Regions from separate parts of the Sus scrofa genome. Here regions 2, 3 and 4 are each linked to region 1. Evidence: chromatin contacts called from public HiChIP or PLAC-seq data. All regions are on one chromosome and are shown on one strand. The core of a region is the stretch at or near the end of the contact, and the rest is flanking DNA. Distances in the headings are between cores, read along the strand shown. Region 1 overlaps LOC102159433 (a long non-coding RNA gene). Region 2 overlaps LOC106506502 (a long non-coding RNA gene). Region 3 overlaps LOC110257260 (a long non-coding RNA gene). Region 4 overlaps LOC106506502 (a long non-coding RNA gene).

What was found. HiChIP or PLAC-seq counts read pairs in DNA pulled down with a chosen protein or histone mark.
Region 2: a contact with region 1 is called in an H3K27ac HiChIP or PLAC-seq map of skeletal muscle, with 7 times the contacts expected there. The contact joins two enhancer-like sites. A contact is called at or near these places in 2 of 47 Hi-C or Micro-C datasets (both in liver) and 1 of 2 datasets of contacts at active chromatin or transcription factors (skeletal muscle).
Region 3: an H3K27ac HiChIP or PLAC-seq map of skeletal muscle shows a contact between it and region 1, with 10 times the contacts expected there. The contact joins two enhancer-like sites. A contact is called at or near these places in 12 of 47 Hi-C or Micro-C datasets (alveolar macrophages, brain, embryonic fibroblasts and 8 more) and 1 of 2 datasets of contacts at active chromatin or transcription factors (skeletal muscle).
Region 4: a contact with region 1 is called in an H3K27ac HiChIP or PLAC-seq map of skeletal muscle. The contact joins two enhancer-like sites. A contact is called at or near these places in 2 of 47 Hi-C or Micro-C datasets (both in liver) and 1 of 2 datasets of contacts at active chromatin or transcription factors (skeletal muscle).

The regions. Positions count from the first base shown.
Region 1 is chr16:36,952,316-36,955,870 of Sscrofa11.1, forward strand. The region is part of intron 6 of LOC102159433 (a long non-coding RNA gene); the gene reads left to right. Among named protein-coding and RNA genes, the nearest start is that of MIR9799, 220 kb to the left of the region's middle. Within about 2 kb of position 1,671, at least 10 of the 83 cell types and tissues checked have an H3K27ac peak or open chromatin away from gene starts, as enhancers often do. A contact at or near this core is called in liver and skeletal muscle, where this site is marked.
Region 2 is chr16:37,140,359-37,143,574 of Sscrofa11.1, forward strand. All of the region lies in intron 3 of LOC106506502 (a long non-coding RNA gene), which reads right to left. Among named protein-coding and RNA genes, the nearest start is that of PLK2, 160 kb to the right of the region's middle. Within about 2 kb of position 1,438, at least 7 of the 83 cell types and tissues checked have an H3K27ac peak or open chromatin away from gene starts, as enhancers often do. A contact at or near this core is called in liver and skeletal muscle, where this site is marked.
Region 3 is chr16:36,743,935-36,747,366 of Sscrofa11.1, forward strand. All of the region lies in intron 2 of LOC110257260 (a long non-coding RNA gene), which reads left to right. Among named protein-coding and RNA genes, the nearest start is that of MIR9799, 6.8 kb to the left of the region's middle. Within about 2 kb of position 1,562, at least 23 of the 83 cell types and tissues checked have an H3K27ac peak or open chromatin away from gene starts, as enhancers often do. A contact at or near this core is called in skeletal muscle, where this site is marked.
Region 4 is chr16:37,160,218-37,163,730 of Sscrofa11.1, forward strand. All of the region lies in intron 1 of LOC106506502 (a long non-coding RNA gene), which reads right to left. Among named protein-coding and RNA genes, the nearest start is that of PLK2, 140 kb to the right of the region's middle. Within about 2 kb of position 1,999, at least 4 of the 83 cell types and tissues checked have an H3K27ac peak or open chromatin away from gene starts, as enhancers often do. A contact at or near this core is called in skeletal muscle, where this site is marked.

The DNA.
Region 1 (3,555 bases), core at 421-2,920:
CTGTGTGTTTAAAGCCACAAGAAAAGAGGCAAGACAGCAAAAAGCACAAGCTGTGGGGAAGGGTAGAGTTGCATTTCACCAAAATAAATCCCTATTCAGGATGTGACCCATTCAGGATGTTTAGTAAAGAGTTGGCTTCTATACAGATAATTTGGCAAGTTAATCTAACCAACCAAACAAAATTGCAATGTAATTATTCATTGTGGTTTAATCAACTGAAGCCACTAAAACTTAGAACTAGAGCATTTCTTTAAAAGCATCTAATTCATACTCTTTATTTAAAATGTGGAAAAAAATTCTCAGGCAGGCAAGTGGTTTTCACAGGACTCAATGACCCCTAAGTGGTAGTTTCAACCCCAGATCCCAGTTGCTGACTCTCAATTCACTTTTTCTCTCTGCCTATGACAATACAGAAAGAAAACTGAGTTTACAAACATTAAATATTGTTTTTAGAATTATGGTCTTTTATGTTGCTAGCAGCCACATAGCCTATTTAAGAAAAACATCAAATTGTCTCTAGTTTTTAGATACACATACTCATGGAAAAAGCCCCATGGATTAGACTGTCTAACTTTCTGAAACTAAATTTTCAAATTCCTGCTAGGGTTTATTTATTGGTTTGTCTGTTTGAGGAGCTAATCCTCTTTCAGAAGTATATTTCCCTAAGCCTAAATCATGCCCCCTCATGGATATAAAGAAGGTATAAGGTTTCCTTTTTAGATTTGGTTTCTTTGGCAAAACGGTCAAGGTCTCACAATGTCAGAGAATTACCCGATAGCAGCTATGAGCTTCTAAGAGACTGAGGGATCAATTTGAGTTTGGGGTAATTCATTCTTAGTAACTGTCTTTTATTCCCACTTCAACCTTTTCCTCCTCCATTTGTCCAACCCTCCAGCTTCAAATCCAATGGATTTGCCCTTGCAACTTAAATCAAATAGCTGTCCTCTACTTTAAATGTGCTTAAGTTTTTTGCTCAAATGGGGAGGTAAAAGCCTTTTAAACGATCATCAAAAAGCTCCAGCCCAACTTCCTCTGAACTTCTTTTAATCACACATCTGGTCTCATTAAATCTTATCTATGACAAAAGACACTGCCCAACATTTCCTCTCCAGCTGAGGCTTTGGCTCAAGACCCTCCAAAGAACTAACTCTTTGGAGTCTGGGCCAAGATGCAGACTCGGCAATAGTCAAAGCCACGGCAAGGACAGAGAGCTGATGAGTCCTGGGTCACCGGGGCTTTCTCCAGCAGGAAGCCAGAGCTCCTGTGATGACATGCACGCAGGATTTATAAGGTGGGGAGGCTGAACCAGCACTGTGTGAAGGACACAGATGATGTCACAAATGCTTAAGGGGCTGGGCTCTGCCTCTGGCAGCCTTGGCTGAAATACACGTGTGCTTGGAAGTTGTCAGCATTTGAGACGTGGGTAAACTCAAGCCAGTGGAGTTTACTGGTAAACTCTCTTCATTTCATCTCTCTTCATTCACGTAGTCGTGCTTTCTTAGATGGATTTTGACACATGTTGGAAACAAGTGGATAGAAAAAAGGGACTCTCAGATTATTGAATATCCATTGTGTGGACTGCAAAGGTTTGTTGTTTCCTTGACCTTGTGCACACCCTGTTCAGCTGTCCCTCTGGGACTTGTTCCATGGCACACAGTGTGTGACTGTCATCTGGCACTGGAGGCTGCTTTTGCAATAAAGTGCCTGGTCCATTGTTCACACTGTGTGAATATAAGGTGGTGGTCAGCAATCTTTTGCTCTGATGAGAGCATTCTGGCTTGCCTGGTAGCCAAATCTTATTGGATTTAGTCTGAAATGACTCTTTAGCAAGAATTACCTTTTTGGTTTAAGAATATAAGACCTATATAGGAGTGAGTCTAAAGTTTCTCTCTGTGTGTAGAGATATACTGTTTTACATAAACTTAGTACATAGTACATGCTCCTGGATATTATTTCCTAGAGTTCTATGCTCCAGGAAATTTTGAACCTTCAATTAGGAAGTACAAACTATTACCTGATTTGTCACTTATCACTTTATTTATTATTAAGCATACCCAAGGTTATAACAATAGAGCTAGTTTCTCTAAAACAAAGACACATTCTAAACCACACAAAGATGGCATCTTACAGTCCTTTAATCACAGGCCATACCTCTTATGCATGTATATTTGCCCATGAAGACTCTTTGACCAAAAAAGTGCCTCCCAGACAGTGAGAAAGTGTTTAAATTTAAAGATATCTCATGCTATTTCTGGTATGACTCATTTTTTTTTCTTCTGGAGAAGTAGGTGTAGAAGACAGCCAGAGAGGAAAAGCATTGGCTGAAAAGGCTAGAGTCATGCTGTAACTTTTTCAGAAAAACCATGAAGGGATATGCCTGGTTGAAGTGAAAAATCAGAAACAAAAAGGAGGTGAATTGTGAGGTCTCATATTTGCTAGGAGACTGACAAGTATATCTGGGTGGTTGTTTGGCTGCCTCTGCCAATATCAACTTTTTTCTGCCCAGCATCTCTTGATTCTTGAAGTTTGGATCTATGTCATTTCAGGGAGTTGGCTGTACTTTTGCTCCAGGGAAGCATCATATGGTGGACTAAGGCCATCAGGGCATTCAGGCCCTTGGCTTGGAGTGATTGAACCAGTACTGGGCAAGTGACCTCAGCTGCCACAGAACTTTTCCTGGGGTGCTGATAAAGATACAGCTCACAGAACTGTTGGCAGCTATCTCAGGACCATAAGGCCAGGTCCTGCCCAAATAAAATAATACAAAAGAACTGCAGCTAAAAAGAAGAAAACCTGAATATTTGTTATGTAATTTAAGCCCCTAGGTTAAGTAGCACTTGGAAGTCACTCTTCTTCTGGGGACTTTTTGGGCCCACAAATCAGCAGATACCCTAGCTAGGTTTTCTGATTCCCACAAGTGAAGGCATCTTAATGAACCATTGAGTAGGTCTGCATGAGAACCCTGAATTCTGTCCCCCATCCCCAGCTCTGACTTGGTTACTATCCTGACCACACAGAGATGTCCAGCTGCCAGAGCTCAGCTGGCTAGAATCCTTCCCAGAGGTCAGAGTGCCGTGGATAGCAGAGTGCCTAGCAGAGGCCACCATGGATGTGCTGCTGCACAAATAGCAGAGAGAGCAATGTGCTTGTGTCCCTGGGGCCAGACAGACTGCTGGGCCCATCTGCAGGATGGGAACAGCCAGAAGAGAAAACTCAGTGAGATGCTAATGAAGAGCTAGAGGAGAACTAGAACACAGAGGACTTGGAAAGAAGGTGGATTTCAAAGGAGAACAGTCAGTTCAGTTACTCAGTGGGGAGGGAAAACCTGCTGAGACTTTGGAGAATCATCAAACTTGGCTGCCATGTCTACTCCTGCGGGGACCTCTGTCCTGCTCACCTCTCACAGGAGTCTAAGGAGTACATGGGAAGTCAGCACAGTTTCTTGTGCCTCTACATTGTCCCTTCTTGCACATGAGAAGGGGAGGAAGATATGACCTCAGGCATGTGGAGAGCAGATTTAATTTTCAGGGAGTCCCCTTTGTAGAATTGCAACGC
Region 2 (3,216 bases), core at 188-2,687, 190 kb after region 1:
TAAAAATACATTTACATAAGCTATATATTTCCTTTTCACACTGATTTCTTGTCATATTCAAATTATTTGGGCTTTGCACTGCATACACATCTGCAAACAGGCCATTTCCTTTCACTGTCTTTTCCTTAGGGGCACAGAATGTGTTTTCCATCTATTCCAGTTAGAAAAAAAAAAAAAAAAGTAACACATTCTAATCTGTTTTCATCCCACCTCTTTATCTTTTTTCCCTTATCTTCCAGCCAACTGCTACTATTTGTTTAAAGATCTAGGCAAATTCTCTCAGCAACTTGTACTTATTTCTATGACAGCACTTTTGAATGGTAATTATTTTGTTTGTGTCCTTGGCTCCCTTGCTGAAGAGTTTCCTGAAGATCAGCTCTTCTTGTACATTCAGCGCTTCACAGAGCCCCCTGTATATAAGAGTGAGTGTGTCCATATAAACTACTGACCAAACAGGGACATTTTGGAGTGAAGGGGTGAGGCACTAATGATTATGTGAAATAGTAGGAGGAAACCAGAGCTATCTCTGGAAAATAGAGACATTCTATAGATATATGTTGAACAAGAATATACACTCTATTTTAGCAATGCTTTTTTTTTTTTTAATCTGATTTTGCTTCATCTTGTATCCCCATTTCTCAAAACCATGACTGGCATCTAGTTTGTGTACAATAGAGATTTGTTAACTAGATGAAGGACTGGAAGAAAACAAAATAGGTGGCAGTTCTACAAGTCCCAGTCTAAAAACCCTTTCACCATTTTTTTCTCACTTTTTCACCCAGTGTGCACCTTCAATAGCTTTGCCTAATGCGGTAGACCTCCATACTGTTTTTCCATACCTCTACCAGGACACAAAGCTTCCCCTCAGATACATCATGGCACTAAATTCTTAAAATAGGAAACTAACTTGCTGCAGCAACCAAGCTATTTTGATTCAGAGATTTCGTCAAAGTGATTGAGGTATCATCACATTAGATTCAAGTCCCCAGGCCAAGAGTTTTCTTTAAACCATCCTGACATTTCTCCCCTCCTAGATGTGGGCACAGGAGCAGTGGGAAGCAAAGTAAATTTCTGTCCCAGAAGCAGCTGTGCTAGAGAGGGATGACGTAGTGTGGCACAAGGGACATTTGAGGCCATTATAATCAGAGGAAGAAGGGGAGGGGCTGATGGGGTTGGGAAGGACTCTACTGTATTCAACTGAGTCATCACCCCAAAGAATCTGAGGCCAGAAACTAGAGACGGTGTATTTGGGGGAGTGGGGGCTGGTGAGGGTAAGGACGAGCTGGCTTAGAGTCTTTTGGAAACATCATGGAGGGCTTTGGTGAAGCCACTCAAGAATCGTGGGATGGGTTATTTTTCAGGTCAAGGTTAGGAAGGTCTTGGAGCTGAGGCCACTTGCCCAAGCAGGAAACCCCTCCTGGGAAGTGCACATCCTCCCCTTTCTGGGCGGTTGTGACGCAGCAGCGGCGCAATCTTCCATGCCCTAATTAGCGCTCTTGGTGTGACAAGGGAGGCTCCCGTTCTCAGGTTTCCTTTCTGTGTTGTTCTACAGATGGTTTCACGGGAGGACCACAAACTCAGCTCCTCTTCAATTTTGTTGAAGAATATCAGTAAATTGCAATTGTTCAGAATCAAAATTTCATAAACTTGGCTGCAGACTAGTTGTGATGCAAAAACAATCGCAAAAGGTTTTGCCTTATTGCTTTATTGACACAGCCTTCCTGTCCCCACATCTTGCTTCCTCTCAGGAAAGTGGGACGTGTTGGATGATTTCCCAGCTTCTATTTGGAGAGGAAGTCTGCAGGTTTTCCACCATCCAGCCCCCGCCAATCTCCCCTCGCCTAGGAACACCTGCAACCAAAGGCTATGCCCGGGCTCTTTTGTGCATTTGCAGCTATCAAAATAAATGAGCCATCTTGGATGGGGAAATTACATCTCTTTTCAGAGTAACTGCATTCCCCACTCCCCATGTATGCACAAAGACACATGTGCCCTGATGTTATGCACATTGCCTATGACTAGAATTACAAGTCAGGCATTTTGCATCCCAAACCAGTGTCAACAAATATCTCTACAGACCTTCTAAAAGACCTCATGTACTGGCAGCTTCTCCTTGGTGCATCCCATTTGTTTTGCACTGGGTAAATTCTTCAGCTCACATAATAATGGAAAACAGGAGAACTGCCTGCCTCTTGTCTTCAGACTTATCACTAATGCAATGCTAATAATTCTTCCTGGGTACAAGTCCTTTTCTCAGACACTCATTCACTCCCATCCCAGGCACCTGTCTCAGAAGCCAGCATTCTACAGAGAAACTGGGCTCCTTGCCCACTTCCCCATCCTCCTAGGCCTCTACAGTTGGTGCCGACACCAGGGAGCTTATGACAGCTTTATGCTCAACCTGAGACTCAACTTGGGGTTTGAGAGTATGCTGTTTTTTAGATGGATGCTCATCTATTGCTAATTATTTGCAACCCTGGCTTTGAAAATGGAAATAGTCATTTGAAATTCCTTTGATGTAAAAACAACAAAGAACACAAATCCACAGGCCAAAAGACTGATCCTGAGATGCAAGGCTCCCTGCCACCTCACTACCACTCAGATGTGTCTGCTTGGGGCTTGTAGCTGTGCTGGCAATGGTGGCAGGAGAGGTGTAAGTGTGAGGATAATAGGCCTGTGTGTGTGAAGGCAGATTGTTCCATGGTACAGAACCTAGCTCCATTCTGGAATTTTCTTAGGCACCTGGGCTGGGTTTGATGAGACCAAGAATGTGGTATGCGGCCACCCTTTCACTGACTTCCTCACACACCAGAAGGGACCCCAAACCGAAAGTGACCATATCCTGTTTCATCAGTCACTCTCCAAGGTCTGGTCACTTCCTTTAAAGGGAGTCAGTGTTAGGAGATCAAAACCTTCAGATAACACTTATCCCAACAGTCCTTTTCTGCTCAGATTGACTTTATAGAAATACAGACCTCAGCATCCATCTCCTCTGAATCAGACTGAAGTTTTTAGTCTTTTTTCAAAATACTCTACCTCCACTATAGTTTTCAGATTATGTTAAGAACTTCCCACTTAGAAAATGCAACATCTTCTCCTCATATCGATTTCTGCCATCTGTTCCTAGTTCACTTCTTTTTGCTTTATCTGAAGCCTACTGATTTTTCAGATTCCCAAGGGAAGTCCTGCTGAGAGAAGAAAGCTCACATTAATCTT
Region 3 (3,432 bases), core at 312-2,811, 210 kb before region 1:
CCCTCTTTGCACAATTTTGCCTCCATACAGTCTCTGTGGGCCTTAGATCCTCCCCAACCTCACTTAGCTGATTGAAAAGTTCTGCTGCTGAGAGAAAATGTGGAGAAGCATGGCTGGTGGTTTCCCTCAACTTTGGGAAATGCCAAGCCCTCTCAGCTTAGAGGGATTCGAGTGTAACTTTTTTGCTGACATTCTGATATTCTCAAGGTGTTTTTTTTTTTTTTTTTTTTTTTTTTTTCAGCTGAGGTTGTGGCAGGCATGAAGAAATTCCTGCATTAGGGATAGAACATGTGCCACAGACAGTGGATCCTTAACATGACAACATGGACCCTTAACTGCCAGGCTATCAGGGAACTCCCCCTCTCAAGTCCTTATGTTAAGAATTGGGCAGGACACTGAGGGATGGGGAGCAGGAAAAGGAGAGCTGAAGGCTTTCCCTGAAGCCAGTCTTCAGGGGTTCAGCCAAGTTGGAATCCTTTGGAAAATGAGTTCCCTCTTGGCAGAGAAAAAAAGCCCATCTTTTCTTAGATTTCCATCAACAATAAACTTCTCTGTCATCTCAAGGAAAATGGATCACTTGGCACTTCAGAGATTTTACCTGAAGGAAGATAATTTCTTGACATTTTTTATGCTTTAAGAGCTAAAAGCTATTTTGCAGCTATAAAATTGATAATGTATTCATCTCCCAGAGCAATGAATTTTTCATCTTAACATTGAGCCTAGACCAAAACTGTGTCCTCTAGAGGTCACCAGTGCACCAGATTTGAAGGCCATGGAGGCCTCCAAAACACTGAGGAAGGGCCAAGGGGGTCCCACTCATATCTGAGGCAGGAGAAAATACTGCAAATAAATTATCACAGCAGCTGCAGGTAGTCTCTCAAGAAATAGGAAATCTTGTTCCAAATAGAGCCTTTTTATTGATTTTTCTTGGTTTATTTTGGCTCTCCTCTGTACCCATCTAACTGGAGGAAACCCTTAGAATGGTTAAATGCTTCCTCATCCAAAGGCTTAATTTTGGCACTCAGGGAAGACATATTTCTGCATGGGAGAAACACTGATGTGGAAATTAACTCCTTTAGCCTGCCTTAAATGAGTGTTACTGTCAGTGGTGCTCTGGCTCAGGAGGAAAGACTCTCCTCATCACGCTGTCTTCAGAGGGCATGGGTGAAAAGCATGGGAGGCAGCCCCTTAATTAACTGTTATATAATCCCCGCATTGCTTTACATGGGAGAACACCAGCTCCAGTACTTATATCTCTGCAGATAAATCAGAAACTGCACTGAAAGGGATCATGGTGGTAGTCAAAACAGACCTCTCCTTTGGAAAATCTATCAGCCAAGAAGACGGCAATCTGGAGGTCCTCATGGGACTTTTCTTAGCTGGTTTGCCTAGTTCATTTTTCTTATGCTTTAATCTCTTGTGAAGTGAATTGTCTCCCTCGGAGAAAACTTGCTTTGAGAACAATATGGTGCCTTGGCCTCTGGATTGAACCAGGGAGTAAGCCACATGCTGACGAGAGCCTGGGACATGTTGTGGCATAACCTGCTGCCTGCGGCCTGCGTTGCTCAAGCTGTGACCTGGGAGTCACCACCAGTGGATCACAGCATTGTTCCTGCTGCTCTGGCTGCTCTCCAAGGAAAGGAATTCCTCCATCAAGACTTTCCCAGGGTCCAGGCACTTGCCAGCAGCTGACCCATCAGGAAATCGCCTCTCCCTTCTTCCTTCCCACATTCCTTCCTGAGCATTCCCAGCCCAAGGTGTGGCCAACCCTCAGATGATCTGCGGCTGTTGATTGACAAGAAAACAAAACCTTCCTCTAGATAAGGAACATCACAGAGCTATAGGAAATCTATTTGTTCTGGGTGGAGCTTGCTTTCTTTCTCTTTTTGTTTTTTTTTCCTCAAGGTCTACATTGCTGACTGTGTAGTTTCTTATCATTTCTTTAGGATGCAGGGAACAGTCAGTCGTTAAACAATGAGCTGTGTTTGGTTAACTTTATTGATAATTCACAAAGAAGTAAAACACTTTGTTCTAGAGAGTTAATGGTGATCTTTCTCAGGGCTATGATATATTTTTCTTTAGCACAACAAAGGACAAAGGCAAGTTTTCATTACAATTCAATCTGAACTGTGTTCTTTAAATGTCTGGTGCCCCTTTAAATGCTGCAGAGATGTGGGAGTTGTGCAAAGGTTGTCACCTGTCGGTCATTCTGGAGAATCCTTCAGCATAGCTGATATCCTAGGAGAATTGCAGAGTATCAGGCCATGTTTAAGCTCAATCAGGTTGAGAATAGTTCCACTAGCCTCCTGTCAATGTGGGGGCAGACATAGAGCTTTCCTAGCACTCTACAGTTTTATTGTGGGTTCCAGTTGTATGACTGTGAGGAAGTCTTTCATCTCAGTGCTCTTATTTGTAGAATAAAAGCATTGGACATGATCAGCTCCACTAAGGTCCATTTTGAAAATGTCTACTCAGAGACTAAGGCTGTTTAGTCAAGGGCCAGTTAGACCTTAGCAAGTATGTTAGTCTCTCAGGGCTGTTGTAATAGCATCCTAAAAACTGGGTGACTTAAAAAAAAACAAATTTTCTCACAGTTCTGGAAGCTAGACATCCAGAGTCAAGGTGTCAGGAGTGCCATGCTCTCTGATGGCTCCAGGGGAGAAGTCTTCTTTGCCTCATTTATCATCTGCTGTTTCCTGACACTCCTTGGCTTATAGATGTATCACTCCAGTCCTATCGCCGCCTTCTCTCTGTGTGTCTCCTCAGGTGTGAGGGGCAGTGTCTGGGTCCAAATTTCCTCATTTATAAGGACATCAGTCATACTGGATTAAGGCCCACTGTACTTTTATAAAGACCCTATTTCCTAATATGGTCACACTCTGAGATACTAAGAGTTTCAGACTTTCACATGTCTTTTGGTGGGGAGGTGAGAATTCAACTCAGAACAGCAAGCAACTAGATGTCTCTGCTGTGTATCTTCTCTTTGACCTCTAGGTCCATTCTTCATGTAACTTTGTGCCCTGAGGTGCCTGCATGGGTCACACCAGGGACCCCTTTGTCCTCTGGCTGTCAGTTAGTCAGTGGCAAGGGATAGGATGTGAGGGAAGAGTGGGATGGCACTTGGGTATTTATTCCCCTGAGGATGGGAGGCTATTAGCACATCTGGCTGTGCCCTGTAAGGAGACCCTATCCATGTAGATTTCTTTATATCTGGGGACACTTAAGAGCTTCTGCAAAACTTGAGGCTTAAGATCAGTACTTCTTTCTCCCTCCCCAACCTCCCACCCTGCTTAGGTTTCCCTACCCTTACTTTAACAATGTTCCGATATTCTTAATTAAACCTTCTTCACACTATCCACTTTGAGTGGGCCATCTGTTTTCTGCAAGGATCTTAATTGTCTACACTCTTATTGACTGCATTGCTTTTCAAGA
Region 4 (3,513 bases), core at 749-3,248, 210 kb after region 1:
GACAAAATAAAAAGTAATGACAATATCCGTTTAAAATTTCTAATGAAGTCGACTTTAGTATATCAGTGACCAAGAAATTGACAGGTATGGGTAATGTGAAAGTTGCCCCCACCCAAGTGACTAGACTTATATGTCTGTCGTCTATAGTTACCATGGCTACAGGCCCATCTGAATCGCATTAGTCACACATAGCGCCAAGAAAGAACAAAAGGAAATGGAAGAATAAATGGCATCAGAATGTCACAGAAAGGGAAAAGGATGGCAGTTTATTTTTTAAAGGAACACAATTTCTCCTATCAGGGACTCTCTGCTTTAGGGTCCATATCCTTCAGTAGGAAATGTTTCTAGTTGAGTCTGAAAATTTTGTATAGAATTGATGAGAGAATTATATGTTAAAAAAATCAATAATTGGTGGCTACGTGATATTTAGGGCATTCAGAACATCCTGAGATATTCACAGAAATATAAACTTAGAGTGTCCAAAGGGGGAAAAATAGTTATGTCCCAATTTTTTTTTGTAATTCATATTATTTTATTGCATCAGTTATTAATACAGTTGGGCTGCTGGCTTTTATTAGAAATATGCAATAAATGGCTCTATTTTAAGCATCAAGATAGGTTCTTCTACCTACTTACAAGTAAATACTTTGGTAAAAAATAAAAATGAATAAAGGCTGAGGGTGCTTCCTAAGCAAAACTTGGCATCTTCTGATAATGCAGACACAGAAATATAAGAATCAAATGATCCCCAAATTGAGGCCAAGATTCTCTTAGAGATGCTTCTGAGTTAGTAATTATTTGATTAAATGCAGTGTCCCCTCCAAACTGCAAAATTCATGAGCAAGGCTGCCTAGATATGCCCCTCACTGAATTTTTGACGTCTCGTACAGTGAACTGAGATGCTTGATGAATCACTGAATGAGGAAACAAATGGACAGAAGTAAATGTTAGCCTCCCAATCACTTCTCTCTCATGCCTTCATTGTACATACTGAAGCCACCAAAATAAAAATAATAATGGTAATAAAAGACATATCTGATTTGAGATTCTCAAGTAAAATAAACCCTTCATGAACATCAATGCCAATGAGTGTTACATGTGTTTTAAATAGCAAATACTAAAGCATGGAACTTGGAGCAATGACTGCTGGCCAAGATTTCGTCAAGCTGTGTTTCATTTGGTTAAACCAAGCTAATCACAATGTCTGTTTTGTTGAGCATACTGGTCAGCATGGAAAATGTTTCCCTTGGCAGCATCTCTGGCCTTCTTGAGAATTTGATCCCTACACAAATTTCTGCCATTTAGGTTAGTGATGCTTCCAAGAATTTTAACTTTAAAGGAATCTTGAAATCACACTGTTCTCAATCATGAAGATCCCTATTTACATTCTACAGATGTCAAGAAGGTTAAAATACCACTTCCATGACTGATCACTTTGCATTAAGTTGTTCTTGACACAGATTTTCTTAATAACTCCTACCATCTGAATTTGTCTTTAAGTACCTTTCTCCACCTCCCCTTACAAATCTCTCCTTCTTCCTTCCCCTTTCCCTCCCTTTCCTCTCAAGCTGAGGTCTCCCAGTCTCAAAGAAAACAAATCATAAATATTTGCATTTCAAATTAGAACTCTAAACAATGGAACTGAAAAATCCAGGTTTGTTAGCCAGCCTGATAGTAAAATGTCCCTATTTGCAAACTGTTAGGGGGGTGGATTTGGGCTTTCTTTGCTTGTCTGAAATCATATTTCACAGCAGAAAAATATGCTAAGCACTAAAAAAAAAAAAGTTTGGTTATCTTGATTTCAATTTCTCCTGAACTGATGCTTTCCTCCCCTTAGCCTGGCAGCGAGGGTGAGAATTCTATTCATTAAGAGCAGTTTCCAGTCTGGAAAGAAGAAACCCTTTGACTTTATGAAGGCCCCTCCAGGGCATTACACTCTGTCTTGATGGTGTTGGCCATTAATTCTGCATCTCTGTGTCAAGTGAGGGAGTTTAGCAGCTCCACCAGGCTTCCCCTGCGTCACTCTTGCAACCTGTTTCCTGATCACCTTGGCCTCTGCGGGAACCCAGTTAAGCATTTGGCAGTTCTCCACCCCTGTGGATGCGGATGTCTCTTTAACAACTTCCCCCACTCTCCTCCCCATCCACCCATGCAGTGAGCAAAGGTGCAAAGATGACCTCTGATTTTCCCACAGGGGTTTAGCTACATACATATAGGCTGAATCTGGCACAGGCTTGAATTCATTTTCCATGACAACTACAGGTTTAAAATAAGAAGTAAAAGGACACCTTTCTGACCATTGTTTAACTATTACATGCTTTGGAAACAATATACAATAATTAGTTAGGCCCTCTTAATCAGCGCTTTCTATTTCTGCCAGGATCACTAGACTTTGAGAATGTCTCGGGGGTTGTTTGATATTGATACCAGAATAAGAATTCCCTGTGGGTGCTTATTCTGAAAGGATAGATCTAGTATATATTCTATATAATATAATAAAATATTTTAGTATTTTTTAACATTGGCTTAATCCTCAGAAAACCAGGGAGGCATACTTTTGGGCCCCACTAGAGTCAAGGCCTGGGATACTGACAGGTCGAGATAATCATCAGTACCTCCTTACCAAAAGTCTGACTGTATTTCTAGCTAAGATTGGGAAGGCATTTTATTTATTTTCACAGTAAATGGTACACAATAATTGAAATTCAAGAAGACAAAGTTTGCTTTGAAGCATGTGGCTGTTGACTGTTAGAGTTTGCAAGTCATAGGAGACATGCCACTGTTGTTCACAAATATTGCCCTACCTCTTATTATCCCTCCAATGGAAAACTGATAAACCCTGTTGCTGGCTCAGCCATGGAAGCAGCACATGGAAAGTCTGAGAAAGAGACAACCCGTTTCCATTTCTGAAACCAGCCATAGACTCTTCTTTTAAGAATATCTAAATAGCAGTTAGCCACATTTAACTAACTTCGATGCCTCAGAATGCTTCACGATGTAAAGGCTGAAATGTTCTAAAGTTTGTTTGCTTGTTTTTGGTAAATAATCCTCCTCCCATATTATCATAAAGATAACTCAGTCATCTCCTTCTTCAGGAATCCTGAAACTCAATTGTCTTCCTCAGGCTGGGCAGAAATACAGCTGAAGCATATTTGTTCAACTATACCTTTTCATTGAAGTATAAATTTGTGCACAATTTAGTAAAAAGTTGCAAGGAAAAAAGCTATGAAAAAGAAGTTAGTGATGTATAAGAATTCTGTGCTGAGATAGTCTGTAAAACTTCCCTGTTATTCTGCTGAGAATAGCATCATTTTTTTTCCTCGTGGCTAAAAAGGGAAGCAAAACATTTCCTTGCAGCTTTTTATATTAGGACATAAAATGACAGCTTCAATTTTCACACAATGAGAGGATTCCAAAATAAAAGGCAATTTTTTTTTTTTTTTTTGCAAAATGCATCATAATTTCAAGAGGCTTGCTCCTATCCTGGGTAGAAAAGGAGATAAGGTGACTGCT